3 separate regions of the Mus musculus genome follow, and all the other regions are linked to region 3. The links are chromatin contacts, called in public promoter capture Hi-C maps. All regions are on one chromosome and are shown on one strand. Each heading gives the region's core, a stretch centred on a gene start, on an enhancer-like site or on the middle of the called end of the contact. The rest is flanking DNA. Distances are from core to core; before and after follow the strand shown. Region 1 has its middle 210 kb from the start of Gm11264. Region 2 has its middle 37 kb from the start of Lurap1l. Region 3 holds the start of Mpdz (multiple PDZ domain crumbs cell polarity complex component).

The links. Promoter capture Hi-C pulls out the DNA fragments that hold promoters and counts their contacts.
Region 1: a contact with region 3 is called in a promoter capture Hi-C map of frontonasal cranial neural crest, with 4 times the contacts expected there. The contact joins the enhancer-like site here to the promoter of Mpdz in region 3. A contact is called at or near these places in 5 of 39 promoter capture datasets (3T3-L1-derived adipocytes, cranial neural crest, frontonasal cranial neural crest and 1 more), 1 of 115 datasets of contacts at active chromatin or transcription factors (embryonic stem cells) and 1 of 9 other capture datasets (adipose tissue).
Region 2: a contact with region 3 is called in a promoter capture Hi-C map of liver, with 3 times the contacts expected there. The contact joins the enhancer-like site here to the promoter of Mpdz in region 3. A contact is called at or near these places in 7 of 39 promoter capture datasets (the 3T3-L1 cell line, 3T3-L1-derived adipocytes, embryonic stem cells and 2 more), 3 of 115 datasets of contacts at active chromatin or transcription factors (embryonic stem cells, forebrain and pancreatic cancer cells) and 1 of 9 other capture datasets (adipose tissue).

The regions. Positions count from the first base shown.
Region 1 is chr4:82,270,774-82,273,856 of GRCm38.p6, reverse strand. No RefSeq gene overlaps it. Among named protein-coding and RNA genes, the nearest start is that of Gm11264, 210 kb to the right of the region's middle. Within about 2 kb of position 1,271, at least 24 of the 459 cell types and tissues checked have an H3K27ac peak or open chromatin away from gene starts, as enhancers often do.
Region 2 is chr4:80,871,790-80,874,903 of GRCm38.p6, reverse strand. No RefSeq gene overlaps it. Among named protein-coding and RNA genes, the nearest start is that of Lurap1l, 37 kb to the left of the region's middle. Within about 2 kb of position 1,488, at least 39 of the 459 cell types and tissues checked have an H3K27ac peak or open chromatin away from gene starts, as enhancers often do. A contact at or near this core is called in embryonic stem cells, liver and pancreatic cancer cells, where this site is marked.
Region 3 is chr4:81,441,419-81,444,180 of GRCm38.p6, reverse strand. It overlaps Mpdz (multiple PDZ domain crumbs cell polarity complex component), which reads left to right and starts at 1,366. Exons shown (of 47, transcript NM_010820.3): 1 at 1,366-1,545.

The DNA of each region.
Region 1 (3,083 bases), core at 22-2,521, 830 kb before region 3:
CTAGATCCCCAAACAAAACAAAACAAAACAAAACAACCAAGCAGAAACCAAACCATAATAATACCCACCAAAGGAGAAGCGGGTCCATTCCAAGGGAGATACTTCAGGATTATGAGAGAATGGAACAAGGAAGCAGCCCACCTCCGTGTACTGCTGTTCACTCTTGCCAATCATTTTGTCGAAGAACATGTGTCCTTGTCCCATCCTCCACCACTGGTATAGGTCTGTGGTGCCTGGGCCCAGTCAGCTGTTTCCTTCTACACTCTAGAGAACAACAGTCTCTGGCACACAATGAAGGGAACAAATGAAGCAATGATGTGATGGGCTGAACCACAGCAGGAAGGAGCAAGAGAAAAGGGGATGCAGGCTAGCCTTGAGTACTGTACCACTCTTGAGGCAAAATGCTAAGTTACTCCAACACTCAATTAGCTATTTTTATTAAGTGTCCAAGCCTCCTTCATTTAATGGGTGTTTTACTTCTTTTATCTCAAGAAAGATGGCAGAAGTTTGTGTCTTTTGGCTTTGATCACATTATTTCTGGGTTTTGTTACTTAATAAGGCAGAAGTTTAAATTAACATCATTCTCCGTTGCCTGTTTCGGGGTTAGTTGTGCAGTATGGAGTGGATTTTGGCAATTTTTCAATGGAAAGAAAGAAAGGGAAACCCTGTTTGGGATCTGTAGGGGGAAGGAGAGGAAACCATTTACCTGGGCCCCTGGGGCTACATCTGCTTTCCAGAAAAGATCCCAGAGTCAAATCAAGTCACCAGCTCTGGTAAGGTGCCAGCTCAGGGACAGGTAGAAGAAGGCCTGGGCCTGGGCCAGCCTCTGGGCCCTCAAGGGGGTGAAGAGGAAGCTGGAGGATGAGCACAGTCATTCATTTCTGTGTTCAGGGCCCTCTCACAACTTCACAGCTGGGGTCAGACTCCTTAGACTGACCCAGTGCCACCTTGGCACGTCTCATTTAAAACATATAACGTCCTAGACCCTGACTGGAAGCTCGTGCCCACAGGATACACATTTCCTCCTTCTCCTCGCTAGTCACTCTGTGCAGGGAAAACCTCCTGGCTTCCAGGACATGGCAATCTTTCCATGAGCACGTTTGGATGATTACAGCAAAGGTATGTTTCTGTACTAATTGGCTTCAGGAAAAAAAAAAGCCACTGCTTTCACTTAAACGCTTTCAATATCTTTTGGTGAATCATAAGCTTGAGTCAAGTGTTATTAACTTAGCGATCAAAATGCCTTTTGTCCAGGATAGATAAATGTTGCCATAGCGAGTATAGTATAAACAGATCCGTTCAAGCCACAACAACATAAAGAAACTCACACACAAAGGGAATGCAGTTACCTCTATGAGAAGCACCAATATTGAATTAAATGCTACGCAGCTGGCCTAGAGGACAGATACATGGGTTCTGTCCTGATGAAGGGAACCTAGGGTCCACAGATGCCAGGGAGAAGGAAGCCTTTATCGTCATGGGTTTTTTATCAAATGTGTACAGTCAGTGAAACATCTGGCTTTAATCCTGATAGAAACTGGAGGATTTTGGCTCTTCTCTGGCCTTGCATATTTTCCATCTTCTGTATCAGTACTGGTTGTCAGTGATTTGATGAAGTTAAATTGGCTGCATTTGATTCTTTGAGCACCAGAAAAATTGCAGAATGCCCATTCCCCTCTTCTTGGCCCCATCCTTTTTTAGAGCACGCAGAGTAACTTTGCAGTGAGTAAATTTAAGTCACGAGCCTCAGCACCTAAGAAGAAAAGGAAACAACAGAAAAATTGCCCCCCCCCCACCAGCACCTATTGTATTCATTAATGAAAGGCTGCAGAGTTACACTGCATTGGTGATACACTGGACCAGTACCACCAGTATTCACTGGTTTCATTGCAACCAAAAAAGCCAAACACTGTCCAGAGAAAGCCCAGGCCTCAGATGAATTCATAAGGGCCTTTTGATGACCGCTTTCCCCAGAGGACCTTGTCAATCTCATCAGTCCTCTGCTGGTCCAGTGGATGTCATCTGGCACAACTGGCAATCATGGCACAGAAAATGACAAGACTCAAGTGAGGATGGAGATTGAATTCACACCTCATCACATCCCATAAAGGGTAATTTTTCAAGGTCAGCATTTAGGTGAATTAAAGGAACAATGTTTGGCAGAGGGCCCTTTGCTTAGCCCTCTGCAGGCCATCCATCCAGCTGCCTTCCTTTGTATGCCTGAGTTCATGTGACAGAGAGTACAGACACACGCAAAGCCAGACTCTAATGAGCACATCTGAGCAAGCGCTTCCAAGCAGGCTGGCTGGTTCAGGAGCTGCATCTTGTATTTGTTAAAAGATGCCCCGTGACGTCCAAGAGGGGAAAATGGAAATTGTTCTTGTAAATATCTTAGTAACAGGAAAATAGCCATAGAAAGAACCAAATTATTTTCCTCTGTATGAGAGAGTTTCTTCTGTAATTTGCCTAAATATCAATGTAGGACTTGTGCACCAAGATCCCCTCGATTGCTGTGGCAGGTCCCTGCGGAAGAATAACAGCTGACAGGCAAGCCTGGCTGCTCCATTGCCTTCTGAGATCAAAATGGTTATGCATTTTGGTTATCAGGGCTTCCTGTCATATCATAACCTAAGATCGCCCAGGCCCTCTCACCTCATGAGATGAGGCCATAGAGATACAGAAAAGTAAAGAGACTGTCTCAGTCAGGTAGGAGGGTGCCCACAGGCCCTCCAAAGTGAGGATGAAAAATGATCCTGATGTTCTCAATCGGGTCCATCTGGGTCATTGAAATTCCTGATTATATCTCATTAGATGCAGGCAAAGGAGACTTCTGAGTCAACTCAGAACTGTTACTCTTGTGGAGTGGTAAATGAAATAGACCAGCTTGGTGGTGGTGGTGGGGTGTGGCTCAGTGGATAAAGAGCTTGCCCTACAGACATGGGGACTTGAGTTTAGATTCCCAGTGTCCATATAAAAGCCTGGTACAGCCCTTGACATCTGAAATCCCAGAATTTAGGGGACAGAGACAAGTGGACTCTGGTGTTCATTGGCCAGTTGGCCTAGCCAATCATGGAGTTCCAGGT
Region 2 (3,114 bases), core at 239-2,738, 570 kb after region 3:
ACAGGGAGTTCTAAGGCTGTCTGGGCTACACACCTCATCTCAATAAACAAGCAAAAAAAAAAAAAAAATCGATGAAAAACAAAAAACAAAAAACAAAACCCAACACCACCACCACTAAAAACCAGAAGATTCTAGCCCTGGTAATCTTTTTGCTAGAGTCAAAAAAAAAAAAGCTTCTGGGTTGGAGGGTAGACTCTCTGGCCTGGGTGGAGTCCTGACATTCCAGATGGGCTGGTTCCATCTCTTTGGCCTAGAACTAATGCCCCACCCACTCTCCCCATCTCTCCAGGAAGTCCAGGTCATCTTAAGCTATGCTAAAGAGATAGGAAGGATCGTTTATTCTTTAATGAATTGTTGTATTTTCCATTTCTTTTTTCTCCCTCCTTTTAAAGCCTGCATTCTTCAACACCTCTTGCTTCGCCTCCACACTTCCTTACCCTCTCTCCAAAGCTCTCCTCCTTTCTCTCTTTACTGGGTCTTTTGCATGCACAGTAAGGAGATAGCATGGTATCTGATCCTTTATTTACTTTGCAGTTTAACTGCCAGTGGGAGGAGATTGAGACTTCCAGTGTCAAAGGTTAGAATTGTACAGGGCAGGAGCTTTGACAGTCAGACTCCAAAGTTCCCTGTTCTGTCCAAGATCAAAATGGGAAACTTTGTGTGTGTGTGTGTGTGTGTGTGTGTGTGTATGTGTTTGTGTTTGTGTTGGGGGTTGTGTTTCCATTTCGGGTGATAGCAGTGTGACCTAACAAACAAACAAAAATGCTATGTCATCGGAAGATTAGCTATCGTAGTTATCCAGTAGTTTAATATTTCTTTTTGTTTTTGTAAAAAGCATAACTGAAATACCAGCATCTGCATTTTGCACTCAAAAATAGGTCACTGTGAGAAGAGGCCTACTCCCCACAAACACACGTTATCCTTTAGGGGTCTGGATCGGATTCTTCTCTGCAGTCAAAGAATTAAAAGAAAGCACAAGGGATGGGTGCGGGGAGCTGGGGGGGTGGTCTCAAACCCAGCATCCATCATCAGTCAGGAAAGATGGGCTTTTTTTAGGGGTGATGGAACTCAAGTGCATACATGCATATAGCAAGGCTCACACAGAGAAAGGTCTTCCACGAAGTAGAGGGGGAAGCCCAAAATCTGTTTTTTTTTCTTTACAAGCTAAAGGTTTTCAGGGTCTTTTGAGTGGTCTTCCTCCTCTAATTTACGGTTGGTCAGTTTGAACAAAGATGGAGACAGACAGGCCCACAACTTTGCTGTAAAGATGTCTGGATCGGGCCTTGAACTCACCCAGCTGTGCTTGGGTAGGGTGTGGTGGTGGGTGAGGGTGCTATTGGCAGGAGAAGCAGCCTGCTAAGCCTTGAAGGTCATTGTTAGGAGTATGAGGAAAAAGCCCCATGGTTGCCATCTTTATTATCTGTTTGAGGCTTCTCTTTCTGCCTGCCTACTAGAGATGTGTGTAATACCCAGTGCTTTAGACAGTATGCTCACTGACCCTGCTCCCCTGTGTTTGCACGGGTTCCCCCCCCTTTTTTTTTTCCTGATAAGATCCCTTTAAAGAATGACATACTGCCCCCTGGTGGAACATGGGAGATGTTACAGAAGTAACAGCTCTGAAAATTCACTCTGGACAGATTTATTCGTTCTAATAAATTTCCATGTGCAGAAGACATCACTCTGTGTTGGGTAATCTGCAAGTTATCATCACCAAAATAAGACATGGTTTCCACCATAAAATTTCAGTACAGATAGGTGAGGATATGCCTTGGACAGACTGGAATGTAGAGAAGGCCCAGAGCCAGGGCAGGGTCCTACAAAAAGGACTGTGTCTCAGGAGAATCACACCTTGCTGGGCACTCGCTGAGAAGACTGTCTGGAGTGGGCGACTCCTGCTGGTGGAATCCCAAGAAGCAGGAATGGAAGCACTAAAGAGAAAGAAAAAGAAAGAGAAAAAGAGCAAATCATTACTAATGAACATAATAGCTGAATTCTACCTGTGTTGAAGAGTTATTCAACGTAAGCATTTAATAGACATTTTGTAAAACTGATCTGGCACCCCACCCATGTGTTAATATCCTTAAAGCTTCACAAAACAAAGCCAACCAACCAACCAACCAAACAAACAAACAAAAATGCTGTAGACCTTTCATAAACATTGTACTTGAACTACCTGAAATTCTGTCATACATACAGCAGCAGCAGCAGCAGCAGCAGCAGCAGCAGCAAAAGCAGCAACAGCAACAGCAACAGCAACAGCAACAGCAACAGCAACAGCAACAGCAACAGCAACAGCAACAACAACAACTCTGCCGCTGCTCTGCCGAATACCAAAATAAACCCGACCAAAGAACCAAACAGTCCCCTCTTGTCCCCCATCCAAACCCCACAACCAACAGGGCAAAACAGAATAATCCAAAAAGAAGTGAATGCTAGAATGGTCTAGAAAAGGATTTGAGAGCAAAATGAGAGTTGGGCCATGTTTTGGAGGAAAAATGAACAGACATTGTGTATATTGATTAAATGATGCAGTGTCCCACAAGCAGGTGACAGAGAGGGACGGGATCCAGATTTGTTCCTGTTTGAGGCAGTGACTCCTGGATGGAACCGCTGTGCACTGTGGCTCTGGGCAAGGCAACAGGAGGCTGGCTGCCTGTGGGTATACTATACAGAACTGAAGTTCAAGATGACTCTTCAAATTGACTGGTCTGTCTTGCCCTTTAACATGTAAAACTGTGGCTCATAATGGTGGCCGTGTGTTCTCTTCCCTGTCACTTACTGTCAACTTGTATGTGAAAATATTTAAGGGAAGGGTTGAAAATGTAAAAATTAGAGGGTGTGTACCGTTCTGAATATTGTAATGAAATCTTGCCCCCATCCCACCCCTGACATTCAGGACATGGATTGTCTTTCTGTCTACAGTGTTCACACTGTTTGTGGCACCTAAACATTGAAGTTATTACAGTTGTCTTCGCACTGGTTGGCTGCCATGATATGGTCACCCTCAGGTCACCCTTATTTTCCTTAGCTGCTCACAACACAAAAGCCAACCTGCTGCTAACTGTTACAGTTTGTGGCTCCATGGTATTATTACTTATTATTGCTGTGTTACTA
Region 3 (2,762 bases), core at 117-2,616:
GATAACTTCAGCTTGTGTCAAGTTGACACACAAAACCAGCCAGTACAAACTATGAGATGAGAAATACACCCCATGAGTTTAGGCAGTAGAAGGCCCTTACCAAGACAACTGTCAGAGCAGTGACAGGCCCAGAAGTAAGGGTCTCTTGCGCAGCTGTGATCAAGAACACACTGGGTAGAGACAGAACTGTGGATAGATCCTCTCCATCCCTACCCCTAACCCTAGCCCCTTCTCTTTACCTTTGTGTTTGGTTTTAAGATGGGACGCCTGATAGAACAGATTCCCACAAATGCACTGTGGGAGGAAGAGAAGATGGGATGAAATGTCCCTCAGACGAACTACATCTTCATTTTCAAAAATCCTAGAACTGACTCATATCCACACATTCTGAAGACATCCAGTCAGAGTTCACATTTTCCTGCATGTCAAATCTATGCTGATTCATATTTGCGGAACCAAGGGAATTGAAGGTTTGGGCCCTGTGTTGTCTCCACCCAAGACACTGAATCCACTTTAATCAACTCACATTAGCAAGCAAAAATTTTCATTGAACGGTAACACTTTCATTCTTGTGCATTTCACGTGCTTCCTCCTTTAATATTTAGTAAATGTTAGAGAAACGCAAATCGCTTTTTATTAGACAAAATAAAATTACAACGCAATTCTTGTATTTTAAAGTCTGAGAGTTTTAAATTGTTCACTCTAATATTAGACTTAGAAAAAAGAGCGAGCGAGCTGTATTTTCTTTAATGGGTGTGGGGTTGGGGATAGACTGTGGGACTCCAGAGCTGAGGTCAACAGAAAGACAATTGTAAAAGTCACAAAACAGAAAAGGGGCATTCCCTCCCACCCCAATTCCCAGTAGCAGACAACTCTGAGCACTTTCCCGGAGGAGTTTGCTGCTTTTTTTCTTTTTATTGTCTCACCAGGCTAAGAACGCATCTTGATGTGCTAAGTAACTTCTCAAAAAAGGACTTCCCTTGACCACCTCGTTTCTCAAGAGGCCACGAATGCAGAGGGCAGTCCTCACCAAGAACTAGGAGAACTGCAACTAGAGACTACCAATGCAGGGGCCGGGAGCATAAAACACAAAAACTACATTCCTAGCCCAATTCAAGTTTTTGATAAAATATCAGCAACACTGGAGTGCAAGTATTTCTCGCGTCAATATGTGTGAAACGCTATACTTAAAAAAAGGGCACTTCCTTTGGAAGTCACATTTAGGAGCCTGCCCCACGCCCCGCCGCCTTCGCGCTTGTCCGTCACCCACGCGGGCCCGGGCCCGTGCGCCGGTCGTTCCATCTCGGCGGCGGCTGGGCCGCGCCCCTGATTGGCCAGCGCGCCCCGCCGGCGTCACGGCTTCCCGCAGCCCCGCGGCCTCCGGGAGGCTGGTCCGCGCGCAGCAAGGCTGGCCGGCCGCGGGCTCCGGTTCTCCGGCCACGCGTGAGCGTTCGCGCCACACGGCGCTCCGAGGGCCGCGACTACAGCGGAGAGGAGCCGAGCGCTTTGCCCACCCCGGGAATCCCCGCCAGGCCGCCGAGCCCGGTAAGCGGCCCCGCCCGAGCCCTGCCCCCGGGACTCTGGAAGTTTCCCGGGCTGCGCGCTCCCCGCCGTGCTCTCCGCGCGGCCTGCGCGCCTGTTGCTGTGCGCGGGCCCGGGGAGTGCGGGAGGGCCCGGGCCTGGTGGGGGTGGGGGAGCGTGCGGGAGGCGCTTTGTGTCTGAGCCCTGCTTCGTGGGGCGCGATGGTGCTCTCTGGGCTGCTATTTATTCTCCAGGGACTCGGGGACTGGGCAGTTCCTTCCCGGGTCATTGGCGGCGGGGAGGAGGAGGAGGAGGGGGCGGTGGCAGCCGGGGCGGGCGCGAGGGGGCTGCTCTGCGGGGGGAGGACGCCGAGGATACGCAGGCCTGCGGGCGAAGGTTGGGGTTTCCTTCTAGCATCAGATAAGAGGACCGCGACTTCACCAGCCAGAGGGAAAACTCCTCTCAGTATTGTTTTAGTGTCCTGAGGGGATGAATCTGAGAACTGAGCCCAGGCCACCTCATCCTGTGCTGTAGGACAGCTGTGCAGTTGACATCACCTTTGTGTGTCCATAGACCCTCGTTTAGGATGCCCTTCATAAATTAATGATCTGGGAACAGGGTGTGTGGGGGGGATTGGTCCTAGGGGTTTGGGAGGTTTTTGCATGTAGAACTTGTTAAGAGATGATGAAGATTTTACAACGATCAAATTATCCAATGTAGTTTATTACGGATTTAGAGGCTGATAGAATCCAGAATAGCAATTACATTTAAAACTTTAATAAAACTAAACTTTGAACGCTTTTAATTTCAAGTTCTAATATAAAGTTTTGGAAAAGTGCACCTGGGCTATTATGGATAGAGGAAGGCTCTGTAATTTGTCTTATCTTCCTCACCCCATTTAAAAAAAATAAGCAAAAATTGATGGGACTTTTTTTCAGCATATTGATAATAGTGCATATGTGTGCTGTGTCTTTCATGCATTCCTTTCTTCCTTGGATTCTTCTAGTTTCTTCTGGTTTTCTTTCTTCCTTTACCACGTTCTAATTTTACCACAGAACCCTGATGGTGGTTTGGTGAGGGAGTTAAGTTTGTTTTTAGGGTGCTCCAAATTCTGTCACCCAGAAAATGATCTACTGAATTCCTACGGGCGTCTTTGCATTTCAGATGCTTTTTAAATAGGGAACACCTTGAGGGAGTAAAGGCTATCTATACAACATACTTTGCTGCAGGTTGGAAGGTAC